Linked DNA regions of Mus musculus: region 2 is linked to region 1. A link is a contact called in public Hi-C data. All regions are on one chromosome and are shown on one strand. The core of a region is the stretch at or near the end of the contact, and the rest is flanking DNA. Distances in the headings are between cores, read along the strand shown.

What was found. Hi-C and Micro-C count contacts between places; a contact is called where the count stands out from the background.
Region 2: a contact with region 1 is called in a Hi-C map of bone marrow-derived macrophages, with 20 read pairs. The contact joins two enhancer-like sites. A contact is called at or near these places in 1 of 484 Hi-C or Micro-C datasets (bone marrow-derived macrophages), 1 of 115 datasets of contacts at active chromatin or transcription factors (bone marrow-derived macrophages) and 1 of 9 other capture datasets (macrophages).

Annotation. Positions count from the first base shown.
Region 1 is chr1:64,187,062-64,194,678 of GRCm38.p6, reverse strand. All of the region lies in intron 1 of Gm35880 (a long non-coding RNA gene), which reads right to left. Among named protein-coding and RNA genes, the nearest start is that of Gm39654, 65 kb to the left of the region's middle. Within about 2 kb of position 5,003, at least 105 of the 459 cell types and tissues checked have an H3K27ac peak or open chromatin away from gene starts, as enhancers often do. A contact at or near this core is called in bone marrow-derived macrophages, where this site is marked.
Region 2 is chr1:64,386,200-64,393,816 of GRCm38.p6, reverse strand. No RefSeq gene overlaps it. Among named protein-coding and RNA genes, the nearest start is that of Gm35803, 110 kb to the right of the region's middle. Within about 2 kb of position 3,421, at least 3 of the 459 cell types and tissues checked have an H3K27ac peak or open chromatin away from gene starts, as enhancers often do. A contact at or near this core is called in bone marrow-derived macrophages, where this site is marked.

The sequences.
Region 1 (7,617 bases), core at 3,754-6,253:
CAAAGCCTGCCTCCCAGTGACACTCCCTCTAACAAAGCCATACCTACTACAAAAAGACCACACCTCCTAATAGTGCCACTCCCTATGGGCCTATCGGAGCCATTTTTATTTAAACCACCACTGAACTGGATCCCCCAGTCCCTTTCATACTTTTTTTTCTTTTGAGACAGACTCTTATCAAATTGCTTAGGCTGGCCTTGAACCCACTCTGTAATTCAGATGACAAACAAGCAATCCTTCTGTATCAGCCTCCAAAGTAGCCCAGACCACAGCCATTTACCACCATGCCTGGCAACTCTATTTATCTCATAACATAACCAAGAAAACCACCGCATGTGCACAGGGTTGCTTCTATCTTCCTCTGAGCTGGACAAGCATGTTTGTCTCTCTATTTGTTTCCACCTTCTCTGTAAAGTGGTCAAGGGAAGGGTCTTAGGGACATCTCCTGGACAAATGAGGCTTTTATATGTCAGGAGCCTTGTCTCACCCCCCCCACCCCCCCCCACACACACCATGTAACTCAGTGCTTAGCATATGATACTGTCACGCTCTACCTGTGAGAGGTGAGCTGATTTTACAAAAGTACGAGTGTACTCTACCTGCCTTTCAAAGCTGTATACCTGATGAGGGTCCTTATTTTCCTGGTGGGGTGAAGGTGGTAGTTGTTGCTCGTTGGCAGTATTGTGAGGAAGCTGGGGCAGAGAGTTGTGTCAAGAAAAATGAGTGATACAAAAATAGGAACACAGAGGCTCCCTACATCCTGAGCTGCTTTATCTTCTGGCTGTCAGTATTAGCTGAAAGATAGTTGGTGTTCATCTTTCATGGGTGTGGGTGCTGCCCCAAGCACCCAGCACTATAGGCCTTCTCATGACACCCCTTCCCATAGGGAACTCGTACTTGCCCGATTGCTCTCACGTTCTGTGATCCAAATAGAGCAGAAGACGGTTCCAGATGGGATTGAAATGCATGCTTGGATGATTTCAGCCAACTCCAGTTGGAGAGAGGCAAAAGTTGGCGTGATGGGGGCGGGGAAGCATGAAATAAGTCAAGGTTAATTCGGCGTGTGAGAGAAGTTGAATTATTCATTTTCTGACTGTGTACCTTGGACTTTTTTACTGCCTTCTCGGCTTTGGAGCGCAGTAGTCAAACAGGCCCCTCAGCCACCTTCAAAACACAGATTGCCCTTTAGTTTTAAACAATGTGATTGTTTACCGGGGGACTAGGGTGCCAGTTAATGATGAGATGTGCCTTTTAGAAGTGCCCAAATGTAGCGCAGCTGAGGAGGGGAGGGGGGGAGGGAGGGAAGTTCCCCTTAGCAGTTCCTTCCTGTTAGGCCTAAGTGATTGAGGGAGAGAAAGTGGGGGAGACAAGAGGTGAGAAAAGGGTTCCCTGAGGGTTCAGAGGAGAGAGTTCAGGCTGTGGGATTTAGTCTCTTGGAGTCACTGGCACTATTGTTCATGCTTAAATGACATTTCCAACTGGAAATTCATTCGAATAAGAAAAAAAAAGGAGGGTTAGGAGTTTACTCTCTGGGGAAGCACACAGCATCAGGGAAGGAGGAATGCTCTGGCTGGCTGTTTATAGGACCTAGGGGCTCTGTCTCACATCTCATGGGTGAAGTGAAGATGAAACTGCCTGAAATCATTGTGTTTAGCTTGGCCTAGTCTTGGCTACTCTTCTGTGGTAGGTATCCTCCACACAGGCCCAGACCAGATTGCTGTGGTTAAAGGCTGTTCAGATGTCCCTTTATTCTCAGGGCTACTTCCTGGTCTGCTACTGTTTCTAAATGGATTGAAACAAATGAGCACGTATATTCCAGAGCTTCATCTGGGAAGGACACAGACTCAGAGTCAAGGCTGTGTCTACGGGGGTTCATAAGCAAGGTCCGACAGATGAAAGAAAGCCCTTTAGAGAGCAGGGATTAAGGGGGATCTATGTAGAAAACAGGCCTGGAAGTTCCAGAGTTTACCTGATACTTCTGATTGAACCAAACTCAGAAGCCATTTCAGGTAGAATTCTACGATGGCATGGGGGTGCATGCCTAGAATCACAGAATTGAAAGTCTGGGACAGAAGGATTTTGTGTTTAAGGCCAGCCTGTATTACATATTTAGTTCCAGGCCAACCCTAGCATTACAGCAAGCCCCTGTTCCAGTAAGGAAGTAAACGAAATGAATCAATTAATGAAGTAGAGATCAGAAACTCAAATGGCATGCAGAGGTCCGAATGCATGTAAATGAGCAGAGTGGGGGACAGGGAAGAGTGAAACATGGGACAACATGGAGGGCACCCAGCTACTCCAGCATCCTGGGGTCAGGCAGGAGTGCCAACCTAGCATTAACACACCACAGGCTTTGCAAGACGATCATAAAATCTGTTTTGAATTTTAAAAATATTGCTTTGATTTTGTTTGTTTGTTTTATTTGTTTTAAATACTGGGCCAAAGCAAAGGCTCTGGCCAAACAGAAAGCATTCCTGGAATTAGATTCAACAGGGGGTACCAGTGAGCAAGCACCAATTTAGAAATATCTGTGACAGGACTGGCTCAAGAGCAGCGATTTGCGGACAATCCAGTTTGTGGCTCTCACCGTCATCTTCATACCCTCTCCTCACTCTCAGTGGCGTTAGCATGAAACCAGGCCAAAGGGCAGGACTCCATGCACGATCCGTTCCTAGGCAGTCATTTTGCTAAGTGTTTCTCACCAACCTACAGTTGTAGAGTTCCCCACCCAGTTCCAGGCATGGCCTGGTCCTTCTTGGGGATTGGAAATTGTACTCTCACTTCTCTCTCGGCTAATTGCTTTAATGCATCCTGAATGTATCTAGGCTACCGCCCCCTAACCACTGGGTCATCATTTATTCACAGGCCTGAAGTCCCTTAAGCAGCCTCCTGCTGGCCCTCACGCTGTGGGGGATTAATGTAGTCTGGTTGGTGAGTCAAAAAGAAAGATGACATCATTTTCATGTCAGGCTCAGGATATGTGCTTGTGTCTGCAGGGGTGACAGAGTGCAAAAAGAGGAAAACCCAAGATCCTTCCCTTCCAAGGTGGCATGAAGGCCCCTCCCCCGTCCTCCTCTTTCAATCCAATCTGGCTTCTCCTGAGGGAGTTATTAATGTGGGACACAGCCTGGCTCCTTCCCTTCTGTCTCCTCATATAAATCCAACTAATTAATTTACTTTAACAAGAAGAATCATTTTTTCTCTCAATCTTTGTTGTCGTTGTTAGAGCTTGGTTTTCCCTTACTGCAAAGCCAAACCATGGCTGCTTTCATCCTTTCTCTTCCAAGTTCATCTGTGCCAGGCCCAGCACATGAAGATCTCTTATTCTACAAAGGCAGATCCACCACTCTAAACTGGGAGAGAAGGACCCTTTGTGTTAGGATTAAGTGAGGAAAAAGTCCTAGAAGAAGAGGAAAGGGTGAGATTCTACTTTCTCCCAGGTTAATCTGGCAACAGGCAAATGGAAAGAATAGCTCATGCATGGAAGCCAGTCAGCATGAGGAGATTTACACGAGTTTTCAAAATCTCCAGTACAAACAAGTTGGCCCCAAACCAAATTACATCAAGATAAGTTTAAAGCTCTTACTTGCCCTTTCATGGCGACTCCAGAATCAAAGCACCTCCTTCTATATGACAGTGAGTGTTCTAATCAAGGGAACAGAAAGGCAGAAGTGGAGAACAAAGTGAGAGGACTGCTCATTTCTCTCTTCTGATTTTTTTTTAGGAGGTCAGATAAGCAACCTAGTTCTGTCTTGGTTGAGTGACGCCATTTGGTTTGGGCTGTTGGATGTGGTGCAGTAAGGAATTCAGTACAAACCAATGGCTTGGGGGTTTTTGTTTGTTTGTTTGGTTGGTTTTGTTTTTTATTAAAAACAAGTACACGGAATAGCACATAGCAGTAGCATAGTATTGGCTATTTTTTGTTAAATCTTCTATCTCCTTTCGATGTTTGAATAGAAAACCCTGCCAGAAATATGTCACTTATTGTCAAATAACTGTCTCTCTGTCTTCACCACACTTGAGGAGAGCAAGACTATATGGGCTCAGATTGCTGTTCCAGGTAATGGTGTCAGCATACAGAAGTTGAAGGTTGCTTTTACAAAGGAAATCAGGAGGAAATGGAACTGGGACAAAACCAAGTGTCTCTCTCTCTCTCTCTCTCTCTCTCTCTCTCTCTCTCTCTCTCTCCTTTCCCTCTCTCTTCCTCCCTCCCTCCCATCTCCGCCTCTTCCTCTTCTTTCTGTGGAAGTGTCAATCTTTTAAAAGCCCCCTCCCCCAATAAAAGTAAAAGGAGAATCCGGAGGAGCAAGTGCCAGCCTGCCCATTCACACTCATCTGGGGAGAGGGGTTGGAAACTGCTAATGGAGGGGCCAGCTGCTATGGAAACTCTGCCAGGCTCCAGCGAGGGGCTTTTACTTGCCACTGAAACCCTCACTCTTGGCTTCAGCTAGAGCATGACTAAAGACACCAGGGGGGCGATCCTGAAACACTGGATAGAAATAAACCCCATTCCTGGGGCGAGGCAGCTAGCTCAGTTTACTTTTTGACTTAGTCTGGAAAAACAAAACAAAACAAAACAAAACTTAAAATACAGGCAAAATCTCTCTCCCTCTTAGGACCTGAGACCTTTGAAAGTCAGACTTTGTGTGTGTGTGTGGGGGGGGGGGGGTTAAGGATTAGAAACTTCCTTCTTCCCTCCCTTGCCTTGAAAAAAATATCCAACCAATATCAGTTTTAAGTATGCAGATATGCAGTTTGTGACATTACAGAGCAAAAAAGGGAGAGAGGAAGGGATAGGAGATAGTTCATCTTCATTGTCAATTAACTTAGATTAACTTAGGAGCCTCCTCTCTGAGCATGTCCATGAGGGCATTTCCATGAAGGTTTAACTGGAGCGGGCGATACAGCCTGAACTTGGTCAGTACCATTTTATGGACTGGGGTGCTGAGCTGAATAAAAAGGAGGAAGTGAGGGAGAGAGCGTGCTGAGTGCCAGCATTCATCGCAGTCTGCTTCCTGTCCACAGCTACCCTGTGGCCAGCTGCTTCACTCTCCTGCTGCCACAGCCCAGGCAGTCCTGCCTTGCTGGACTGCACTCACAGCTGGGTGCCAAGATAAACCATCTCTCTGGCGGGGTTGGGGGTCCCGTGTACCTCTCATTTAGCCCAATAACCAAAACAGCTCAGAGATGAAGTAGCTATCTTCTTCATCTTGTGAGTCTCTATTAATGGGTTCTTTCACGGATGGACTCATACTGCTATATTCAGCCTAAGCCAAATGGTTACTATTACCAAAGTAAAGATGCTACGAGGTGTAAGTATTTCTCATTCTAGAAGAAAAAGGAGAATGTTGTCCAATGAACTACCCTTTGGGGGAAGTTTGTTCTTGAGTGACTTGGATATCTCAAAGTGAATTAAGTAGTACTGGCAGCCTATTCAACCCCTTTTGCTCTGAAATGTTTTGAGGACATATATGGGCTCAGAACAGCACATGGCATAATGTATATCATCAGTGAATTCTAGCAATTTTGATGGATATCATTATTAAATTATAAAACTCTAAAGAGTTTATAACCACAGCATCTTACAGATGGAGAAACTGAGGCAAAGGGCATCTGAAACCTCGCTAAGGTCACATCGCCAAGCCAAAAAAAAATTGATGATCCAAGCAATAGGTCGTTCTTTTATTTAGTTTACAACTAAAATACTTTGTTAACTTTCACTGAAGAAGTTAATATAAGATCATGGATTTCTCTTCCCTCCTCCCTCCCTCCCTCCCTCTCTCTCTCTACACACACACACACACACACACACACACACACACACACATACATGCACACACACATGCACACAATACACTTCTTACATAGGGAATTCATACTTAAAGCAAACATAACACATACTGAAAGCCGGACATGTGTCACACTAGAAGCATTCCAATCCCTTTGGTAGTGATGGAGTCCTTAATTACCATGTGCCACTGCTGTTAACCTCTGCAAAAAAGTCTAATTATCAGAGATTAATGAACAGAGCTTAGGCACATGTGAGGGAGTGTTGCTGAGGGGTTTTCATTTCTGCATTTCATTATCTCCATCAATACTGCTGTTCCTCATGGACATGTTACAGAATTATTATTATTATTATTATTATTATTATTATTATTGTTATCACTTTGAGCTATGTTCTGTGAAACATCAAAAACAGAGAGCCTTTGAAAGAGCTCAGGGCAAGAATTTCTTTCCAGGAAATCTTTAGGAAGTCTGTAAACCGGGTGGCTGCTGCTGGCTGTTCACTGATGAATCATGCCACGTCGGTTCATAGGGAATAAAGCTTAGACGGTCGCCAAGGAAACAGGGTGATATTTTGGAAGTATCTGAAACCACAGTAAAATTTCTAGGAAAAAAAATCAATGTCTTAGTCAAGAGTCGGGTCAATCTTATCTTTGTCAGGGTGAGTAACAGTAATGCAAACGCAGGTCCAATTCTTCATTCCTGTCTGCAGCAAAATCTAAAACCACACATGTTGGACTGGGATGTACAGAGAATGTTCTCTGTGCACAGAAGAAACAATGTTTGCTGTGTGGATCCTGAAAATTGGTCAGTAGGCTGGTCCTTGGAGCAAGGCTGTGCCCGGCGGCCATCTTTGAATATAGTCATAAGCTCTATCAGAGTGGGTGTTCTCCTGAGAATCTCAGAAATTCCAATGTCACGTTCTGTCAAGACAACAAGCTTGTAGCCAGCAAAGGGCTGTGGCCACATAGAAGCTGGGACCTCAGGAGGATCTTGGGTACAATCCACGAGACAGGTTTCATTAATAAATGATTAGATTTGCAAATCTTGTCAGTAGAGATTGCTATCACAGAATTAATGGAATAAATAAGGAAACATTTCCAATGTTGCTGGCTGGCTTTCAGAGCAGAGTGGATCTCTGCTTTTGTTGCAATTTATGGCTGCCTCTTTGATCAACTCCTGGGGAGTTCAAGGAATGATTTTTCTGCTTCCAACACCTGCTTTCAGATTTGCTTAAAAAAAAAAAAGCCCTTGACTTTTCATATCATTTTGTGCTTTCAACACAAAGGTTCCCTGGGATAATTTCAGCTAAAGATAAATACAGATAAAGTGAATAATCTGTAGTAAAGAAATCTGAATTGTGTTTTCAGACATGACCCATTTGACACCGGGTTGGGAAAGGGATTTGCTCACAATGAACACACAAAAGTGTCCACAGTGTTATTCTGGTATCTACACTATGTAGCCCAAAGTCAAAGACATCTCCTGACTCAAAAGCAAACTGAGATGCCACCCAGTGTGGATGACCCAGCAGGGGGATGAAACATATGCTCGGGATATTAGTGATGCACGGGTACTCATTTTCCTTTGTAAAAAATAACAAAGAAAAAAAAAGTCTGAGAACATTAACCATCTTTATTTCTTTTTAAGTAATGAATGCAGGAAAATATGATTATGAAGATCTAACTACATGTCCTATTGAAGGAAAATTGTCATTTCCCCTGGGCAAAGGTGAAGGATCAAGTTGCACCCGAGTATCTACTCGCCCCTCTGACTTGGTGATCAGTGTATACTGCTCAGGGATTAGAACGTTACTCACATCATGGCTAC
Region 2 (7,617 bases), core at 2,172-4,671, 200 kb before region 1:
TCTTCTCACATCACAAACATATAGTTTCATAATAAGTGTTCATTTGGCTCCAGCTTAGAAAGAACCCAGTGTCCATCAAAAGTAGGATAACTAACTGTGATGGTGTGTTTGTGTTACTGAATATTATACAGCAAGATGAGAAACTGTAGCATCATGTAACAGCATGTGTTGACCTTACAACAGTGATGGTTCTGAGAAGTCATAACGTAAGCCAGCATCCCATGACTCTGTCGATATGTAAGATCAGGAACAGATTAAACTAATTCATAGTAGAAGAAGTCAGGTCATTTGTTGTCTTTTTAAAAGAGTCAATGACCAGAAGGACCTGAGAGGTTAGACTTCTTTCAATAAAAAAGACAGCAAACTTAATGAAGCTGGTCCTAAGTACTGCATTGTGTTCTGGGCATTCATTCAGCACATATTTATTAAGTTCTCTCTCTCTTTCCCTCTCTCCCTCTCTCCCTCTCCCTCTCTCCCTCTCCCTTTCTCTCTCCCTCTCTCCCTCTCCCTTTCTCTCTCCCTCTTCCTTCCCCTTTCCCTTTCCCTTTCCCTTTCCCTCTTCCTTCCCCTTTCCCTTTCCCTTTCCCTTTCCCTTTCCCTTTCCCTTTCCCTTTCCCTTTCCCTTTCCCTTTCCCTTTCCCTTTCCCTTTCCCTTTCCCTTTCCCTTTCCCTCTCCTTCTCTCCCTCTCCCTCTGATACAGGAGGACTGTTGGCCCTAGTTGGCTTCAAACTCATGGTTTGTCCCTGATTCAGCCCTCTGAGTGTAGGTATGCTATGCAGGCAAGACCATGTATAGTAAGATTTTGTTATTCACCAGTAACTCTTGCTCATAGGGTGACAGCAGGAGGATTGCCACGAGTTTGAGGGCATCATGTGAGTTCTAGGCCAGCTGGGGCAACATAGCTGTCAAAAATTCCATGTCAAAAACCCAAACCAGGTAGTCAAGAAATGGCTTTGTTAACAACATGCTTGCTGTCCATGCCTAAGGTTGTGACTTTGATTTCCAGCACCAATGTTAAACAAAACAAAACACCAAAAAACAAAAACAAACAAACAAACAAACAAACCCCAAACAACCTGGCATAATGGTGTGCATTTGTAATACCCATGCTGAGTGGGTTTAGTTGAGGAGACGGGTATAATTCTGGAGCTCACTGGTCAGTAAGAGTAGCCTAATTAGTGAGACTCTCTTAACAGTGAGAGGTCCTGTCTCTATAAACAAGGTGGATAGCTACTGAAAAGCAACTTCTGAAGTTTATCTCTGGCCTCCAAACACACTAGCACTCACACATACACTAGTACTCACATGAACACTTATCATCCCCAACAACAAAACCAAAAGTGCACCAAAAAGGAACTATGTCTAACAAATTAAAACTCCCCACCAGCAGCAGCAGCAGCAACAACAAAAATAACACCATCACCACCAACAACCACAAAAGATACACTTAGATCAAAGAAGTGGTTCCTACCCCATCCATAGCCCGGCTGCACATTCTACTGGTTTGGTCTTTGTTGCACATTAACCTCTTTTATTTATTTAACATCCACCAGGACTATGCTTCTGCAGTACTGAATAATCCACGAAGTTATCTGAGACAGATGATAGTCTCTGTTTTGATAATGAAGCCACCAACGAAGAGCTTTATTAGTGTGAAAAGTCACACAACCAGAGTTTTCTATCCCATTAGGAGGGAAAACCCCAACATATGTCATGTCACGTTAATAAATACTGCATGTGCAAACTGGGCTCTACATTAACAGTAAACTCCCCAAAGGGAAAATTGATTTGCTTTTAAATTTTAACAGATTTTCTTCTTTTCTTCTATAGGTTCTTGTTAGTTCTCCATCCCTTCTCTTCTATGAGGAATGTTAATTTCTATGAGAAATATAACATTCTCTAATCCAAACAGCAAAAAAGAGAAACAGAATGCAGAAAAAAAAGGAGTAAAGAGAAATAAAAGGGAAAAATAATAAATTGGTCATTAAACCAAAAAAAGATGCACAAGACACAAGAGAGAGGAGCAAAGCTGCGCATGTTCCGCGTGGGGCTGAGGTGCAGATGTAAGTATAAAATGCTCCACAAGAGATGTAATTGAGAAAATCTATCAAATGTCCTGACAGCTGCTCCGGCATTTCCAGAAGCGATAAAACTGGAATTTATTTCACTCCTAGAAAAAGGGGCAGTATCACCTTCTGGCGGCTTTAATGAAATGCCATAAAATTCGAGGAAAAACTGTGTTGTTAAGTCATAAAAAGGCAGTCGGAAGTGGATTGCTAGAGATGCTGCAGGAGGGGTTGGTGTATCTGAAAAGTGACCATTGGGGACTGGGGCCTTTTATGGAGGTCACTAGCGATGCCTGTGGGTTTCTGATCCTGTGGTGCCTCTTGTTCATCTACTCACCTGTATAGTGTGGCACATGACTTCCTGGATCCCTGACTCTTCACAAGCCATACCCAGATCTAGGAGCCCCCAGCACCCCTTATTATGTGTGTGAATGTGTGAAACTGCATACACATTGACAGATACTTAGTCTTGGATGTTTTGCAAAATGCAAGTGTCAGCAATTGCACTCATTGATTTTCCAGTTGATTTCTGTTTGTTGGTGGTTTTTGTTGTGGCTGTTGATTTTTGAGATTGTGATTTAATTACAATGTTTATTCCTTCCCTTATGCCTCTAAGTCCTCCCATATACCCCTCTCCAGTCTCCTTCAAGTTCATAGCCTCTTTTTTCATTGTTGTTGGATATTTGTACATATATGCACATACATTCCTAGATATAACCTGTTGATTCCATATAATAATGTTTGTATATATGTTTTAGGGCAGATCATTTGGCATTGGATAACCACTTGGTGTGTTCTTCCATGGGAAGGACCATCTCTCTTGCTCCACAGATTTACTCAGTAGCCTGTGGTTCTCTGTGTAGGGTTGAGTCCTTGAGGGCTTTTCTCCATTCATTTTGGCCTGCTTTTCAGTGCATCTTTGGTTTAGCTCATGTTCGGGCAGTCACATTGGTGAGATTTTATGGGTGTAGGTGGTAGGGAATTCAGTCTCACCATTTCCTGAGCCTCTGGCTCTTACACCCCCTTACCACTTCTGCAATGTTCCCCGAGTCTTCAGAGCATTTTGTAGACTTTGGAGGAGCTCTTCTGCAATTTCTAGGAGTGGCCTGCATTTCCTTCTCTCCCAGGGAGAATTAATATGGTAAATAGGGATAGAATAGCCAACAGCTCACTATTCCTACCTTTAGGCCTGTGGGAAGCTCCTCTGGCTATGGGTTCTAGGGGCAGTAGCTGGAGCAGTCACACCCAATACAATCTTCTTCTACATTACATTCTGATTTCTTAGAGTCTGCCACCCTCTTAACCTCCACCCAGTTCCTTCTGGCCTTGGTTCTGCTTTTTGATACTTTTTGATGTGTCGTCGGCTCTTCCCTTGATGATGAGCACCCATGAGCACCACAACCATGTTGTAGTTTGAATCTTATCTTCTAGAGGCTGGGTCTCAAGACATTAGTCCCTAGTTCACAGGTGTTATTTTTGAGAGGTTGTAGAAACATGGGAACTGGGGTATAGCTGAAGGAAGTAGGTAACTAGGGCAGGTTCTTGGGGTATATAATCCTGTTATTCGTCGCGTTCTCACGACCGGCCAGGAAGAACACAACAACCAGAATCTTCTACGGCAAAGCTTTATTGCTTACATCTTTTTGGGGCCAGAGTGTAAGAAGCAAGAGAGAGAGAAAAACGAAACCCCTTCTATTTAAAAGAGAACAACAATTGCCTAGGACGCATCACTCCCTGATTGGCTGCAGCCCATGGCCGAGCTGACGTTCACGGGAAAAACAGAGTACAAGTAGTCGTAAATACCCTTGGCTCATGCGCAAATTATTTGTTTACCAACTTAGAACACAGGATGTCAGCGCCATCTTGTGACGGCGAATGTGGGGGCGGCTTCCCACAGTTCCCCCTTTTTCTTTTAATAAGAGCAAATAGGCCACCCATATTAATGAGAGTGGAGATAGAGGTCAAATCCCCAGTGTGTAGGTAAAGGAGCCATGTACAGGATTAGCTCTTAGGCTTACAGGCTTTTACCCAGAGCAACCCTGACCTGCTCCCGTGTCGTTTTGCCTGGGGGAAGGGAACTAGGACACTGAACCTTCATGAAAGATGACATGTCTCCCTAGAATAGGCTCATATATGCCGCAGAGCCTTTCCATTGCAGTGCTTAGCCTTGCAACTCTCTCGGGCTGCTGAAGCACACTCACTCTATCTCGTGCAATGAGACTAGCCTCGTGAGATATAAGAGCTGAGTGGCCAGCGACCTATTGCCTAAGCATAGATATATCAGGGGAAGCTCCATGTTCTAGTCCTGCAAGCGCCTGGGCAATAACCACCTTGTCTCTCTTAGTTTAGGCCTTAAGCTTACAGACCAATCAAAGAAGCAACACTAATCCACAGCAAAGTGTATCTCCAAATAATATTAATCCCACCCATTTTTTTAAAGAAAGAAAATGCTGAGGAGATCCAATTGGGTAATCCTTTGGTCAGCGACAGGTCCAAGCGCGTGGAGTTGACCTGAAGTCTCAATTCCCGAAGGATCTGTTTAAATTCAGCCATCCAATTCTGTAACATATACTGAAAAAGACTTTTTGACAAATTAGCTGCCCTAGTAAATTTAACATACTGAATGGAAATAACACACAATCCCGGAAACTTTTGTTCACATCCCTGCTGAGTTATTTGTCATAATACATCTAGTTGTATCTGGACAAGATCTATGAGTTGATTAACCAGCATGAGACCTCTCTGTATCTTGACATTAGCTGAGGCCTGTTCATCTATGACTGTAGTCACTGAGGCTGACAAAGTGTTAATGGTGTCAGTCATCTGGACCTGTCCAGACAGAGCCAAGGCTGTCTGAATTAAGGCCAAACCCAGTTCCTAGTTAGTGGTAAAAAAGCAGGAGAATACTTGAGCATTATACATCACCGTCATTGGGAGTGGAAATGTCGACATTATCCCCCAACGCTGCTCTCTCTTTATTATTGACGCCCTGGACATCACCAAGACGAGGGACATTAGTATTCCCTTGGTCAGTCTGGATTTTTCGGGTGAGTCTTTCCGGTACCCAAAATGGGTTGTCTTCATTCTGTGGGAAAACACAGATAGCTCCCCTGGATCTTATCAAGATAGGATCCGGGCCATACCATTTATTATCAAGGACATTTTTCCATTTAACCATCTCATTGGGCCTATCTGGCTCTGAACAATGACGTTCAGCCGCAGTATGGCCATGAGCATCAATATTTAAAAAATTGAGTGTAAAGAGTGCCAAAGACACCGACACTCTTGGTGCTCGGGGTACAGTCTCCTCAAAAGTTCCCCTCTTCTGTTTTATAAGATAGGCTTTGAGGGTGCGATGCGCACGCTCAACAATACCCTGTCCTTGAGGGTTGTACGGAAGTCCAGTCAGGTGGGTTACGTCCATCTGACGGCAGAACTGCTGAAATTTTTGAGACGTGTAAGCTGGTCCATTATCAGTCTTAAGGAGTCTGGGTTTCCCCCAAGCACTCCATGCCTCAAGACAATGTTGAATCACATGTGAGGCTTTTACTCCGGTTAACGGAGAAGCAAACATGATGCCAGAACATGTGTCAATGGACACATGGAGATATTGAAATTTTCCAAAGGAAGAAACATGTGTAACATCCATTTGCCAGACCTGTAGAGGTCGAATACCGCGTGGGTTAATTCCCACATGAGGAACTGGCAAGAACTCACAGCAGCTTTGACATTGAGTAACAATGTCACGGGCTTCTTTTCTTGTCAAGGAGAAACGACTGCGTAATGTTTCAGCCGTCACATGAAAATTATTATGAAAATTTCTTGCAGCCTCTACCGGGGATGATAGGGCAGCAGCCACCACTTTAGTGGCCTTATCTGCCAAATCATTTCCCAGAGCCATGGGGCCAGGTAGGCCTGAATGGGCTCTAACATGAGTAATATAAACAGGAGATCTTCTAGATAACAAAACTAATTGTATCTGCTGAAAAATATTGGCAACTCTACTGGAAGGCTTAATCACTCCAGCCACTTCTAAAAGATTTACTGCATTAACCACATAATAGGAATCTGACACAATATTAAGGGGTTTTAAAAAGGTTTTTAAAACTTCTAAGACCACTAAACATTCTACCACTTGAGGTGAATTTTCATTATATTGTTTGGATACCACTTTACCATTAGCCACATAGGCACCTATGCCAGTTTTTGATCCATCAGTATATACCACAATCCCATTTTTAAGTGGGTTTCTTACTGTTATTTGTGGAAACACAACAGATTGATTTTGGGCAAACTGTAAGATTGGATGTTTTGGATAATGGTTATCTATTTTTCCTGAAAAGGAGGTAACTAAAACTGCCCAATCATTAGATGCGGCTGCCAAGGTTTGAACCTGTGCAGCGGTATAAGGTACAATTAAAAGATATGGACTTTGCCCAAAGTGGGTGATTGCTGCTTTTAGGCCTTTAAGGGCAAGCTGTGCAATTGCATCAGGATACCAATCTATTATTTTAGCTGGGGATACGTTTGGATGGATCCACAACAATGGCCCATTCTGCCACAAAACTGCAGTTGGCAATTGTGCTGTCTTAAAGACACACAAACTGAAAGGCTGCGAATCCTCAATACGTTGTAATTGTGCATTCTGTAAGGCCTTTTCTACCTTTTGTAAGGCCTGGTTAGCAGCTAGAGTAAGAGTCCTAGGGGAGGAGATATGAGGATCTCCTTCTAAAATACTAAACAAAGGCCTTAACTCAGCGGAAGGAATCTTTAAAAAAGGTCTGAGCCAATTAATATCTCCCAACAGCTTTTGAAAATCATTTAAGGTATGGAGGTGATCTCTTCTTATCTCTACCTTTTGGGGCACAATCTTATCTGGGGACACCACAGAGCCCAAGAATTGTCCTGTATCAGAAATTTGGACCTTTTCTGTGGCTATCTGTAAACCCCACTGACTTAAAGTTTTAAGTAGAAAAGGATATGCCTTTTGTAGCATGGTAAGGTCTTTATGGCACAGGAGGATGTCATCCATGTAAAGGAGCAAAATTAAAGAGGGGAATTGTTTCCTCACTGGCAAAAGAGCTTCTTGTACATAAAGTTGACACATAGTAGGACTATTGGACATTCCCTGTGGTAAGACCTTCCATTGATACCTCTTATCAGGTTCCATGTGATTAATAGAGGGGATGGTAAAGGCAAATCTGGGCCTATCCCTTGGACACAAAGGTATAGAAAAGAAACAATCTTTAATATCTATAATGATTAAATTCCAGCCACGTGGTAAGGCGGAAAGTACAGGGAGACCCCTCTGTACTGGGCCAAATAAGTTCATTTGCTCATTAATGGCTCTGAGGTCATGGAGCAGTCTCCACTTTCCTGACTTTTTCTTAATTACAAAAATTGGAGTATTCCAAGGTGAGGTAGAGGGTTCAATATGGCCTAATTTTAATTGTTCCTCTACCAGTTGAATCACAGCTTCTAGTTTTTCAGAGGATAGGTGCCATTGAGGAACCCACACTGGGTCCCCTGTTTTCCATGGTATGGGTCGTG